2 separate regions of the Mus musculus genome follow, and region 2 is linked to region 1. A link is a contact called in public Hi-C data. All regions are on one chromosome and are shown on one strand. The core of a region is the stretch at or near the end of the contact, and the rest is flanking DNA. Distances in the headings are between cores, read along the strand shown. Region 1 overlaps Tmem132b (transmembrane protein 132B). Region 2 has its middle 20 kb from the start of Gm32986.

Region 1 (6,877 bases), core at 1,189-3,688:
CCGCCTGATAACTCTCTTTGGTTTGTGCTGTTTGGATCACTGTTTAGTGACGTGTTCAGAGGCTCACTGAGAGAGTTCTGAGATCATTTAGCTATGTCTGCCATAGGTGGAGTAGGAGTGGCAGTAATGTCTGCCATGTTCTAGTGTTTCCATCTAGAACACTGAGACATTGTAGGTCAGTCTTCCCACTGCCTGCCTCCCAACGTTTTTGCTAACAGGGCCCCAGCATAGTCTTTGCCTGGTTAAATCCATATGCCCACTAGCTAAGCAGTTCTGACCCTTCCCCCACCCCCAGCCCAGGATGATATATGGATTAACCCAATCCATCAATGGGTGTCATCTATTTGCTGGTGATTATTATAGTGACTATCTTATGGTGTTCTGGCTAATAAACTCCCAGGGGAAGTCTGCTGAGAGAGAAGGAACTGCCCCCTATTAACTTCTGGGTACCAGTTATGGATGTTCTGACTTTCTGTCCCTGGCACAGTGGTGTGAAGGATGAGACTACTGTCCCTCGGGAGGAACTGTAGGTATTTTGGGATGGTGGAGCAGAAGTAGAGAGCCTGGTGTCACCAGCTGTTGAGAATAGATTAGGGATGTTCCAGCCCCAGTCACCTTGACTTAGAGACTATATATATGCCCCACTTTAAATTGGCCATAGGCTGCAAAGGAGGGATTCCATGGGCGCCTCTTTCATGGCCCCATATCTTGTCCCTCAACCTAGTTCTCACCATTCACACATAGGCACAGAGGAATGGAGGTCCCCTCCTGTTGCTCCCAGGACCAGGCTGCATATCCATCTCTCAGTACAGGGATGTGGGAAAGTATTTCCAGCTTTGTCTGTGACAGGGTAAGCAGCCAGTGGCATCTGCCACCCACAGGCCCTCGTGTTCAACCCTCCCAGAACCCTCCAAGAAGGTGTGTTATCTGGGGCTTTAATCATGCTTACTCAAGAGAACTGCTGCAGGGGTCTGTGATCCTGAATTGGGTTAGATACTGTGGTTGCCTGTTGGTCGTGTTTAAGTCTTGGCTTCATGTTAGGTAAATATACAGCCTTGGGGGTGTCACTGAGAGGACTGAGAAGAGACCTCAGGTGGGGAAGCCAGTGTGGAGCTGGTGCAATGGTCCAAAGAAGTGATTTTACCAAGGGCAGTGGCTGTGACAATTTACTCATTCATTTTTTCCATTCATTCATCCATCCACCTATCTGTCCATTCATCCATCCACCTGTCCATCCATCCATCTATCCATCCATTCACTCACTCCTATTTATCCATCCTCTAATACATCTATTCACGTATTCATCCATTCACCCACCCCTCTATCTATCCATCAGTTGAATGATATACTTATCCCTACAATGGACCATCTGCATCTCCATTGATTCCTTCCTTCCTCCAAAGATGCAGTCATCATTTTATCTGTAGATCCATCCACCCCCATATCCTTCCATCTGTCCATTGACCCACCCCCACCCATCTATCCATCTGTTCATTCATCCACTGATCTATCATCCTCCACTTATCTCTCCATAAATCCACCGATTGATACAGCTCTCCTTCCGTTGAACCATCATCCATCCCTCCATTGATTCATCTGATTTCCTTTATGAATCTGCCCGTTGATCCATCCATCCACCTATTATCCATTGTCCATCCAACTATAGGCCAACCCATCTATTGATCTTTCCATCAGCCCATTCATTTATCCATCTGCCCATCCATCCATTGGTCCATCCATCAATATCCCTCAGTCAGTTGATTGATCCATCCATTCACTCGCTCACCTCCATGTAGCAAACACTTGTACAGTATACGCTGTGCACTGAATTGATTGCTTTCTGATAAATAGAGAGAAACAGGAGCAGGTGGGAATTTTGAGGTGGATACAGTAGGTCTTGGAGACCATTCTGTCTAATGTCTTCAAATCTAGAAGATCAGCACAGTTGGTCCCAAGCTATAGAAGTCTCCCCCAGGGGCGTCACACACAGAGATGGTCACAGCCCTGGATGCTAACACCACCTTCTGTAGTAATTAGTGCTTTCTGCCTCCTTCATGGGTCAGAGATGCTAACAAATGTGCCCATTTCTCTTCTTGCCCTTCCTTTTAAACCTTCCTGAATGCGAACGCTCCCCCTTCCCCTCCACACTGTTCCCCTTTTGGGTTTTCCGTCCAGCTACTGAGCTTTGAGTATAGAGATTTGTTCCTGTGGGTGGCTTGGAGTTCAAGACAGCAACCCACCATTCAACTCCAGCCCTTAAAACTAAAAAGCCCCAACTCTGCACATGTAGATAAAAAACACATTATCTTTCAAAAAGGTTGAAATGAAAAAAAAATGAACACACTCAGTGAGTTTCTAGGCAACTGGAACCACGGGCTGAGCACAGGCTGCGAGGAGATAATCAGCCTCCCTTTCAGTCACGCTGGCTGAACGCTTCCAACACGGCCTGGGCACAAATGCCTCTTTCTTTCCAGTGGCGTTTGGGTGCTGGCAGTGCCAAGCACTGTCCCAGAGGATGGTGATGAATAAGGCAGGCAGGGTCCTGGCTCCTCAGCCTGACAGTTTACAGATTCAGATAGCTCTTCATTTCAGAAGTGAGGAGTGTCCAGGAGACTTGGATGAGCAAGCCGGAGACTGGGGACAGGCTGAGCAGTGCTGGAGGGACGGGGAAGGAGTCCTCCTAAGGCCTTAGCACTTGCTCTGAGAACTAGATGAAAATGAAAGAGGCAGCCATAACAACCTGTGGAGGAAGAACGTTCCAGACAGAGGGAACGGTACATGTCTTCAGGCAGAACTTAAGTAGGGCAATTTAAGTAGTCAGCTGCAATGCAGAGGGAAGCTGGAGAGTGCTAGGGACTGAGAGGTCATAAGAAGGTGGGATAGGTTGGCTGACATTGGCTCTCAGCTCAGGGGGCTTCTTTTTTTATCAGTTTTCTCTTGCTGCTGTAACCAATGACCTCCAGTAGAGTGGCTTTCACAATACGAACTGACCTCGAGGCTCTGGAAGTCAGAAATGGTCCTTACATAATAAGATCAAGGTCTTGTGGCAGGGCTGAGTGCTTTCTGGGAGGTTTTTTTTTTTTTTTTTTTTTTTTTTTTTTTTTTTTTTTTGGTGGGGGTGATGGGGTGGTGGTGGGAGTTGGGGGAGGCAGAAAGCCTCACCCAGGGTGTGCTTTCTAGCTCACACATTGCCAGCGTTCCCTTAGGTATAGACCCTTTTCACCTGAATGATAGGAGGTCAATTCCTTACCTCTGCAACCTGACTTAGTCACATCATCAATGATCCTTTCTGCATGTCCTGAGATGAAGGCATAGGCATCTTTGAAGGAGGAAAAAAAATTTTATCCTTTCAACTTCAGTGGCTTTGGACGGTCACCTCATTAGAGTCACTTAACAACCTACAGGAGACAAGGGTTGTAACACCCATGCTCTGAACTTGGGGCTTAGATATGCTACAGCCCAGTGCATGCCACCACTGACTGCAGGGAATGAGGTTCTGGGCACCAAGTCTTACAGGCTCCCATGGCATATGCAATCAGCCACACAGCGGTATGGGATACATTCTGTTTACCATATAATGGTATGGGCTGCACTCTGCCTACCAAGACAACAGCAGTTCACATTGTTTATTTTGACTCACCTTTCTGGAACCATGACATCCTAAGTCTTAGCTATTCTGCATGCTTCTTTCCTTAAACCACGCCTGCCTGAGACACTGCAGGAGACCATGCCCACTGCTGGTGGCTGGTGCCTAAAATGAGCTGCAGGCAGGTCTGTCTTCTAGGTTCTCCTACATCGGGGAGAGCAGAGGGACTCTGCATGCGGTTGCACACAGTGGCAGCCCTGGACACACCCACACTCTCTCACTTGATTGACCCAAAAATCTCAAAGCTGAAATGAGCAGTTTTTAGTCGTCAGGGACTGTGCGTGTTCAGTGAATGCCCTTTAAAAGTGGCTACAAACAGAAGGCACATGCTTACGAATTCTGCATTCTGCATGCACATGGCAGAGTGGGTGCCACCCATACAGCACAGACATGGCAGGGCCTTGTCCCAGGGCATGGCACCAACGAGATTCGGATGGAAGTGTCCCCTCTTGCCATAGAGGCCCCACAAGTACACTGAGTTATTACTCTGCCCTGGCATACATTAAATACACAACGATCCAAGAGGATTGCTTTGGAGAGGGTAACTGTTGCCTACTGGAAACAATGGCAAGAGCCATCATGATGTTTGGTGGAGTCCCCTGTGCCTTCCTGAGAAAGCGTTTGCCGGTGTATGGTTCCTGAAGGCAAAAAGAGTTGGAAAAAACCCCCCAAAAACCAAACCCCCAAACCTAAGCCAGCTAAGCAAGCTCTGGAGACAAGCCAGGATGTCAGTCAGAGGCACAAAATGGCAGAATCCAGGCACTTCGATGGCAGAGACACAAGACAAATCTTTAAAGGCTCTGTCAATACCATTAATATTTATGGCCTATCCCGTAGACACAGCCACCGAGACGCACATCCTTCAAAGACTTCTGCTCTGGAATTGTTCGGCTCTTTTGGGTGATGGGTCTTGAATGATGAAAGCCAGAGCGATTATGTGCAGGATCACATCCTCACCTCACGCTCCCTAAAAGGCAGCAAAAGAATCAGCAAACTGTGTTTTGAGACAACGATTTTCTTGAGAAACAACAACAACAAAAAAAGCCCTTGGCTGTTGACAGATCGGCAGGGTTGTTGATTACAGCTTGAGCTGTGAATAGGTAAATTTTTTTTCTGGCTTCCCAGGCCTGATAGTCCCATTGAGAAATGGCATAGGGTTGGTTGATCACCAGCAGATGGCTTTGACAGACTCTGCACTGGTCCGGGAGGGGAGAACATGTTCCCGCCCAGTGGGAGCACGTGGAGATGGGTGTTGGGACTGGTGACATGGCTCAGCCAGTGCCATGTTCACTGTGCAAGCGTGAGGACCTGGGTTCAGATCTCCTAATGGACATAGACGACTGGATGCAGCAGTGCATACCACTGTCATCCTAGGATGGAGGAAGTAGAGAGGGGTGGGGGTGGGGGGATCCCCGGAGCTCACTGACCAGAGAGCCTAGCAGAATCTGTGAGCCCCAGGTTTAGTGAGCTATCCTCTCTCAAAAAAATGTACAGAGCAACACCATAGTGTTGTAAAGTATAGAAAAAGACACTAGATGAAGTGTCTGGCCTTTATGTGCACACATGGGTACCAGCACACTGTGTGCACAAATGTGCGCACGCACACACACACACACACACACACACACACACACACACACACACACGCACACGCATCCCTAGCCTCCTCGGTTCAAATCAGACCTTGTTTTGTTTTTGTTTTTGTTTTTGTTTTTTGTTTTTTTTTTCCTGAAGCCATGTGCCCTTCAGTAAGATTTGCCTCTTTATCCTGTCTGTGGAAAGGGTTATGGAAATCCCCTGGTACCTTAAGACGTAGGTAGAAGGAAGCCATAGATGCTTAGTGTTCACCCCAGACATCTTTAGTCATGGCCCAAAGTCATATCATTATTTAATTAAAAATATTATGCATGAAGGTGCTTTTTCTGCGTGTACATGTGTAGGCCACTTCTGTGCCTGATGCTTGAGGAGACCAGAAGAGGACATCAGAACCTCAGGACCTGGGGTTACAGGTAGTGAGCCACCGAGTGAGTGCTAGGAATAGAACTCAGGACCTATGAAAGAGCAGCCAGTGCTCTTAACCACCGAGCCATCTCTCTGGCCCCTTGTGCCTTGCTTTTTGCTTAGAGCAGTTAAGCAAGGTGATTAAATTGGAAGTATTTGATAACAGGCGGCATGGCTACTGACCAACTGGAAGATATGCAGCTTGTTGAGTTATTGAATCTTCCCTCAGCCCAGGGTATAAATGTCAGCCCCAAAGGGATCAATCAGCAAGGAGATGCTCCAAGGCATAATGTTTGCCTCACTCACCTAAGAGCCCAGCAAACCGCTTTCTAAATGGCTTTCATTCCACAAATGATCTGGTTGATACTTTTGTTTTTCTTTTAAAATTAATTAATTAATTAATTATTTACACTTCATATTTTATCCCCCCCCCCGTCCCTGTCCACCCTCTGACTGTTCCACATCCCATAACTCCTCCTCACCCCCCTGTCTCCACGTGGATGTCCTCACCTCCCACCCCACTTTTGTTCCCATTTGGCTTTTACTCTTTTTTTCTTCCTAAGGACAGACTTACAAGTGACAGCCCCTGGAGTTCCCACCAGGTGGCGCTAGCAGATCAAGTTGTATCCACAGGTGTCTCCCTACTCCAGTCTCTCACTGGTCTCTCCAGTGACCTAAATTCTCAGGAGCCTTTCCAAGGATCCAGGTCCCCAACCAACAGCAGAGGAAGGCTTTGTCCTTCTCAGGGCTCAGCACAGTCCTGGCTACCAGCACCTAGCTGCTTAGATAATGATTTCTTCCTTGGCCAATATCCCTGCCCCATGCAGTGGCCCAATACTCCAAGCCTTTGCTGTTCTTATTCCAAACACTGTGTGCTTATAGTAATAATAAAAAAGGCAAACAAATCCAAACCGCAGCATGTCCATGGTGACCACCAGTCTATTTTGGATGGACACTACGGATGTAGTCCAGGCCCACACCGTGCAGAGACATGGCTCCCCGACGAGCAGGTGCCATACTTGTTCAAGAGTTAAGTCCTCCATTTGTTTATATTTAAAACAAGACCAAAGAATTGAGTGTGAAACGTCTAACCACCTCGACTTCGAATGTGCCTTTGCACATGCAAAACAAACAAACAAAAAGTAAAATTATGATAAAAAGCATTAACCAGCACAAGTAATGTTGGGGTTAGGGGAAAGAAAATCCTTTGCCGTGATAAAGGGGGCGGGA
Region 2 (6,877 bases), core at 2,671-5,170, 200 kb after region 1:
GAAACCTGTTCCCTAGAGTTTCATGTTTGTATCCTGATGTAAAACATTGTCCAACTTAAAAGTTCCATAGTCTTTAAAGAATTCACCACTTTGGGCATTCAGATAAAAGATAAAATTAAATAAAAAATAAACAGAAAATGCGGAATAAAAAATTTGAAGTGGGATACTGCAATAAAATTACAAGAACAAAAACCAAACTCAAACCCAAATCCCCAAATACCTCTTGTAAGCAAAGGGGGCAGGCAATGGTGGCACGTGTCTTTAATCCCAGAACTTGAAAGGCAGAGGCAGGCACATCCTTGAGTTCAAGGCCAGCCTGTTCTACAGAGTGAGTTCCAGGACAGCCAGGGCAACACAGTGAGAACATGTCTTGAAAAACCAGAAAACAAACAACTCAACATCAACAGTAGGGAAGAACTGGGCGGACAAATAGGCTATCAGGAGAAAATTGGCTTCTTTGATCGGTTTGCGTTTGCTCTTCGAAGGTTTAGGGCCAGTTTTACAGCATGTTGATAATTCATTTTCCTGAATCTTATTTTTTTTTTTCTTTTGGACCTTGAAATATCTAATGAGCTCTGAGAACGGGGCATCTATTTCCCTTGACCAGATGATGAATGTCTGTGCTGTCTGAATTAAGCTTCTTCAGCCCAAGTGGCAGGAGGCATGTGTGGCTCTCTTAAGCAACAGAGAGGTTATTGGAGCAATGCCTAGTGGCCGGTTCCAAAATTTGACAGGAAAACTGGAGAGCGAGGCCTCCAAGGAGGAACCTCCAGGCCCTCTGGTACAATAAAACATCCCAAATGTTGCCATGGGAAGCTCAGAATTTTTCCCGTTTCTTGTATTGACCACACTGTTGTAAATGTCTGCCTTCTGTTAATCAATTGCAATCACTGTGCGTCAGCCTTAACGAACCAGAACCTATTTACAGCGTCACCCGGTTTCCATGTAGAGCTGCAAACACTTGCTAGACTGAAGATATGTTTTCCTCCCTCCAAAGGGGAAGAGGTGGATAATGATTTTCCAGGCGGGGCCTCCTCTTTCTGCATTTGCAATCTCTCTACACTCACTTCCACCCAACTGCTTTTAAATACAACATTGCTTCCCACATGGTAGGAATATGCATGCTCTAGGTTTGGAGGGGAGCCATAAAGTCCCTGCAGAGTCAATGCAAGCACAGGCTCTGACCGCCCACGCTAACCTTTGCCATCCCCCATCACTCAGCAAGATGACTACTCTGTTGCATGTCACAAGTTCAAACCCATTTCCCTCTCTAGGGAGGCAGCGTGGAAAAAGCCATTTTTCATGCTGAAATCAAGGTGAGCCACCCTATTGGATTATGACATAAGACCTCAGGTGACAGATTGGCCCTGAATAAGAGCAAGGAGAGAAATCCTGCCTTGTGACATTGAAAAGGAAGTATTTATGCTAAAATCCTCCAGCCCATAGTCTTTGGACTTTCAAGCCTGTTTTCTACCCATCTCTGTCTAATGAAAACCTATTACTATCTCAGAAGCCCCAAGGTTCTCCCTCCTACTCTCCCTCCTTCTCTCTGTCCTCATCTCCTTCCTCCTCCCCCTCCTCTTCCTCCTCTTCCTCCTCTTCCTCCTCCTCCTCCTCCTCCTCCCCCCCCCCCTCTTCCCCACTCTGTCTTCTCTTTCTTGGAGACAGAGACTAATGTAGCGCAGGCTGGCCTCAAACTCATTATACAGCTGAGGATGACCTTAACAATCCTGATCCTTTTGTTCTTGTTATTATTTTGATGCAGGCTCTCTCTACAGAGCCCTAGCTGTCCTTGAACTACCTTCGCAGGCGGAGCTGGCCTCAAACTCACAGAGATCTGCCTACCTCTGATGAGATTAAAGGTATTCACCGCCACGCCCAGCCTGATCCTCTTGCCTCCACTTCTTAGTATGGGGATTCCATCACCATGCCAGGAGCATGTGGTGCCTGGGATCAAACCTAGGGCTTCATCAGTTCTAGGCAGGAATTCTAGCTACAGAGAAACATCCCCAGCCCCTCCAGCCATGCATCTTTAAATCAAAAAGACTGATTTTTCTTTCCCAGGGAAACATTTTCACCTGCCTCCAAGCTGCAGGGAAATACTCCATCAAAAGGAGCATTCCCCTGCATGAGATTCTCAAACTTACTCCCCCCTGCTCCATTGGTATTTCCAATACTTCTGCACAAGAAAGGGAGAATTATATTGTGGCTGATGTTATCTTTGCTTCTTGAGGTGCTTCATTTTGAGTCGATGTATAATGGAGAAAGCTGAAACCTTCTTTTTCCTACCTGGACCAAGGTTGGATCTTGAAATGTCACTTTATAGTGGCCATTGTGGTTTATGTAAAACCTACAAGATGACTGGTGAGGGAGGGGGGAATCACCAGTCTCAGCAGATGCAGAATGAAGGCCCTCTCTTATCTCTCGGACTCTTATTTCAGAGTTGCTTCTCTGAGGCTCTTGTTTCATTGTTGCTATAATTCTAGATCTCTCCCTACCTTTCAGAGCCAGAGTGAGGGTTGGGTGGAGAAACCTGGCTTGGAAAAAAAGAAAGAAAGAAAGAAAGAAAGAAAGAAAGAAAGAAAGAAAGAAAGAAAGAAAGAAAGAAAGAGAGAGAGAGAGAGAGAGAGAAAGAAAGAAAGAAAGAAAGAAAGAAAGGAAGGAAGGAAGGAAGGAAGGAAGGAAGAAATGAAGGAAGAAAGAAAGAAAAGAGAGAGAGAGAAACAGCTGACATTATAACTTGTTCAGTATCTTTCGAGAGCCTTTTAGAGTCGCTATGTGTGTGTGCTTGATAAACTCTTTATTGGAGTCCTCCAAATGAATGAAATGTTTCTCCCTGTTTTTCAAATGAGGAAAAAAAAATTGCACCAGTGTTTTTGTTTTTGGCACAATGAATTCTTCCCTGTTTGGTTAAATTTACCCCTCTTTGAAGGTACTGTAAATGGGAGTGTCTCCTTCATTTCTTTTTGCAATAGATCAAGTTAATGCACAGAAACAAACATCCTTTGTGTGTTTGGTTTTTGGCTCCTGTAACTTCGCTGATTTCTAACTGCAGTTTGGGTTGGCATCTAAGGTGTTTTTTCTACATGACATCTGCCAGAGTCCGTTTCCCTTCGCCCTTCAGCTTGGATTCTATATTTATTTTTCAGTTTTGTCTTTTCTTTCCCCCTTTCTCTCCCCTGCCTCTCTATGTGGGCCCTGGGAATTGAACCTGGGTCCTCCAAAAGGGCAGCTAGTGCTCTTAAGTGCTGAGCCATCTCTCCAAAAGCGTTTGTTGGATTGTTTATATTATGAATCTCTAGTGTTTGAAAGTGTGCCAACAACATAAGGAAGTAAAAACTATTTTGAGCTAATGCAAGTATGGCTCCTTCAGGCAACACTTCTAATTTTTTTTCTCCCAGGGCTGGGAGGGTGCTGAATGGGTAACCTAGAACCCGCTTAAAAGCCGTGTGGGTGTTGTGGTCCACCTGTAGTCCTGGCTGCCAGAGAAGTCAGAATCGTGTGCTCCATGTTCAGTGAGAGACCATCCCTCAATGTATAAGGTGGAGAATGATCAAGAGAGGCACTTGGCACGAACCTAGGGACTCCACATGCTTATACACACACATGTACAGGCACACCTATACGCACACATGTGCCTGCACATGCACCCCCCCCCCACACACACACATACAAACATAAATAAAAATAGTGTTTAGTTCCCAACATTGATAGGAGAAAGATGAGTTTTTCCCCCTTCAAATTCACACCTAGAGAATTGGTGGGATTTTCACTATTTGGGACCCGTTAGCGTTTGATATTAAGGGCATAGAGTCCTCAGCCATGGAACAAAGTCTTGGGAAAAGGACATGCAGGGATGGATCTGTCTTCTAACATTGTCCACAATCACACACAGGGAAGGATAAACTCACAAATGCTCTCCTGCTGGAAGCAACCCTAAATCCTCCCGAGGATTTTTTTTTTTTTTTTTTTTTTGCTTAAGGGATGTCTCAGTGTGCCTATCCAAAAATACACCGGTCCCTTGAAAGCCGTTGTCACCAGAGAATGCTGCTTAAGAACACAGGTGTTACCTCTTATTTTTAACTTCTGCACTTGGATGAGGGAGCAACAAGAGATCTATGTGCCTGTCAAACAGGGACGGGACTGAGAAGAGCCCCCACCCCCCAACCATATATTTTCCTCAGCTATATTTAGCACTGTATTTGCTGTCTGGTGCAAGGGATCTGTCCTTCTTTTGGTGTCTGTCCTTTTTACTGTTTAGATTCATGTTAATTACTAAGGGACAGAGACCCCATGGCTATCAGTCAAGCCTGAAATAATTACAAGTAAAAGAGACAGAGAGAGTCCTTTGCTGTGGTGGGGATATTTCCTTCTCCAAGGTCATCAGAATGTAGCCCGTGTATGATGGACATAAACACATGCCACACAGGTGAAGATGGGCTCACACTCAGGCCATCAGAAGAAATGGCTTGTGTTGTCCATTACTGGAGGCTGCCGGGGCTTTATTATCAGTTAACGATGATGGGTATCTGAGCCTCTGAGTCTTTGCTTCATCTGCTCTGTACTTTTCCAAGAGCTGTAGAAGACTTCAGCCCCCACAGGATAAATTGGGCTATGAATTTGTGTTTGTCGCTATGGTAATTTATATCGGCACCATTTTAATAACCACATCAAACTTGGGCACTCTGCAACAGTGAAGCTCACATCTAACAATAGACTAGAAACACTCTGGGGGGAAAAGGGAATTAGAATCAACAGAGATGAGTGGCTTCAAAGCGAAGAGGTGAGAGTATTTACATCATAAAAGTAAAAGGCCTTCATGTTTCCACTTCTGCTACCGAGGTGTGATTGGTTACAATGGCAATGCATTTGCATATGGTCCAGGCTCTGCCCCGGTGAACACAAGGAAACATGCTTGCTCCTTAGTAGACACAAGGCAGTAGGAACTTTTCTGGCCATCTTCAATGATATATTAAAATTAGTGACCACTACACTGTGGGGTGGTAGATTTTATTGTGGATATAAGTATATATTTATTTTAAGCTATATTTTTATTTTTAATTATGTATATGTGTATGTATGTGTATGTGTATAAGTATATGTGTAGATTCTCATGGAGGCCAGAAGGGGGCGACAGATCTCCTTAAGCAAGAGTTAAAGGCGGTTGTGTGCCTCCTTATGTGGGTGCTGAGAACTGAATTTGGGTCCTCTGTAAAAGAAGCAAGTGGTCTTCATCCTGACCACCTGGGAAAATAGACTTTCTTCAAATTTCATTAAATTCTTATAGCCCAATTTGTATCTCTTTGTACTCTGTACCTTTGGTTCATTAATAGGATTCTAAGCTTCTGTGGGTTTCAGAGAGGGATAAAAATGAGCAGGAAACATCTTACCTTTTGATGAATGTTTTTGTTGCTGTACTGGGTGTCACTCCAGGGCCTTGCAAACTCTGGGTGATAACCTTTCTCTCAGCTCTAACCCTAGTTGCAATGTATCTGAGGTGCAGATACAGCGTATTTTCTTCAGCTCTGTCTAGTAGCTAGGACAGAAACAGTCAGTATGTGCTTCTCATTTTGTCCTGAGATTAAACAAGTGGTTATATCTATCTACCTCAAGAAGTTTGAAATTTCTTCATCAAAAGGAAGCTTAAGTATCAACACAAATATGTTGCTGCCACTTATTCATTAAAAACATAGACACAATAGCACACATTTCTAGAAGCAACCAAGCAGCTCCAGCTAGCCTGCTTAACCTTAGAATAATCATTTTTCAGATGACTGGCTAGTGGCTAAGATGGGGATGGGGTGGGGGGCAGATAAACAATGATATCAGAATGTCTGGTTGGGTCTTCAAGAACTGAGGCCCCATGGCTTAAATTTTATTTTTTATTTTAAAAATATTCTTATTGTATCTGCTGCTGCTGCTGTTGCTGGTGGTGGTGGTGGTGGTGATGGTGGTGGTGGTGGTAGTGGTGGTGGTGGTGGTGTGTGTGTGTCTCTCAGAGGACAACTTGCAAGAGTCTGTTCTCACCTTCTACCATGTGGGGTCATCAGGCCTGCAGTTAAGTAGCTAATCGTAACAGATTGTAAGCCAATCTGAATTGCCTTCTTGGAAATTTAAATGTGAGATACAAGAGTTTTCTATGCAATTTCTGCTTCACAAGTTCACATTCTTGGGGAACAGTGTTGTCTAATGCGAGTCACAAACATAAGTAGAAAAACAGAAACAGAAACAGGTAAAATTGATTTTATTAATATATACTACTTAAACCTATAGCTAAATGTTTCATTTCAGCATGTAATCATATAAATATAACTTCCTTTTTTTCATTTTTATTTTAGATCTCAGTAACCCAGTGTGAAATACATACGTATAGAGACCCAATTTGGGTCAGACCCATCCCAAGTGTTCAATAACCACTTTTACAGGGACCATATTGGATATTGACATCGTAAAGAAGTGAGATCTCAACAAAGTAGAGAAAAAAAAAATGCTGGTTCAGTTTCAGATGCTTACAAGTGCTACACATGCAAATGCACACGAGTACACATCTATGTACATGGCCATGCATACACAGATGCACACAGGTATCCATGCAAATGCACACACAGACATACACATGAATACGTATCCACTCACATAAGTGTACACACATGCACATACACACAGGCATACACGCACATGCACACACGTGCACATACCATTCACATAGTCACACACATGCACATACATGTATATACACACGCAAACAGAATTTTCTAAGGCTCTACCGAGTGGACTGGTGTTCTTTTGCCTGCATCAAAGCTGATTTAAAATTGACATGGCAGTGGCTGCCTCATGTTGTTCTATAACTGGAAAGACTTGGTCATTTTCCCAGAAG

What was found. A called contact is a pair of places that touch in the nucleus more often than the background predicts.
Region 2: a Hi-C map of cortical neurons shows a contact between it and region 1, with 2.3 times the contacts expected there. The contact joins two enhancer-like sites. A contact is called at or near these places in 2 of 484 Hi-C or Micro-C datasets (cortical neurons and nephron progenitors) and 1 of 115 datasets of contacts at active chromatin or transcription factors (neural progenitor cells).

What each region holds. Positions count from the first base shown.
Region 1 is chr5:125,703,098-125,709,974 of GRCm38.p6, forward strand. All of the region lies in intron 4 of Tmem132b (transmembrane protein 132B), which reads left to right. Among named protein-coding and RNA genes, the nearest start is that of Gm32811, 57 kb to the right of the region's middle. Within about 2 kb of position 2,439, at least 41 of the 459 cell types and tissues checked have an H3K27ac peak or open chromatin away from gene starts, as enhancers often do. A contact at or near this core is called in cortical neurons, where this site is marked.
Region 2 is chr5:125,903,496-125,910,372 of GRCm38.p6, forward strand. No RefSeq gene overlaps it. Among named protein-coding and RNA genes, the nearest start is that of Gm32986, 20 kb to the right of the region's middle. Within about 2 kb of position 3,921, at least 6 of the 459 cell types and tissues checked have an H3K27ac peak or open chromatin away from gene starts, as enhancers often do. A contact at or near this core is called in cortical neurons, where this site is marked.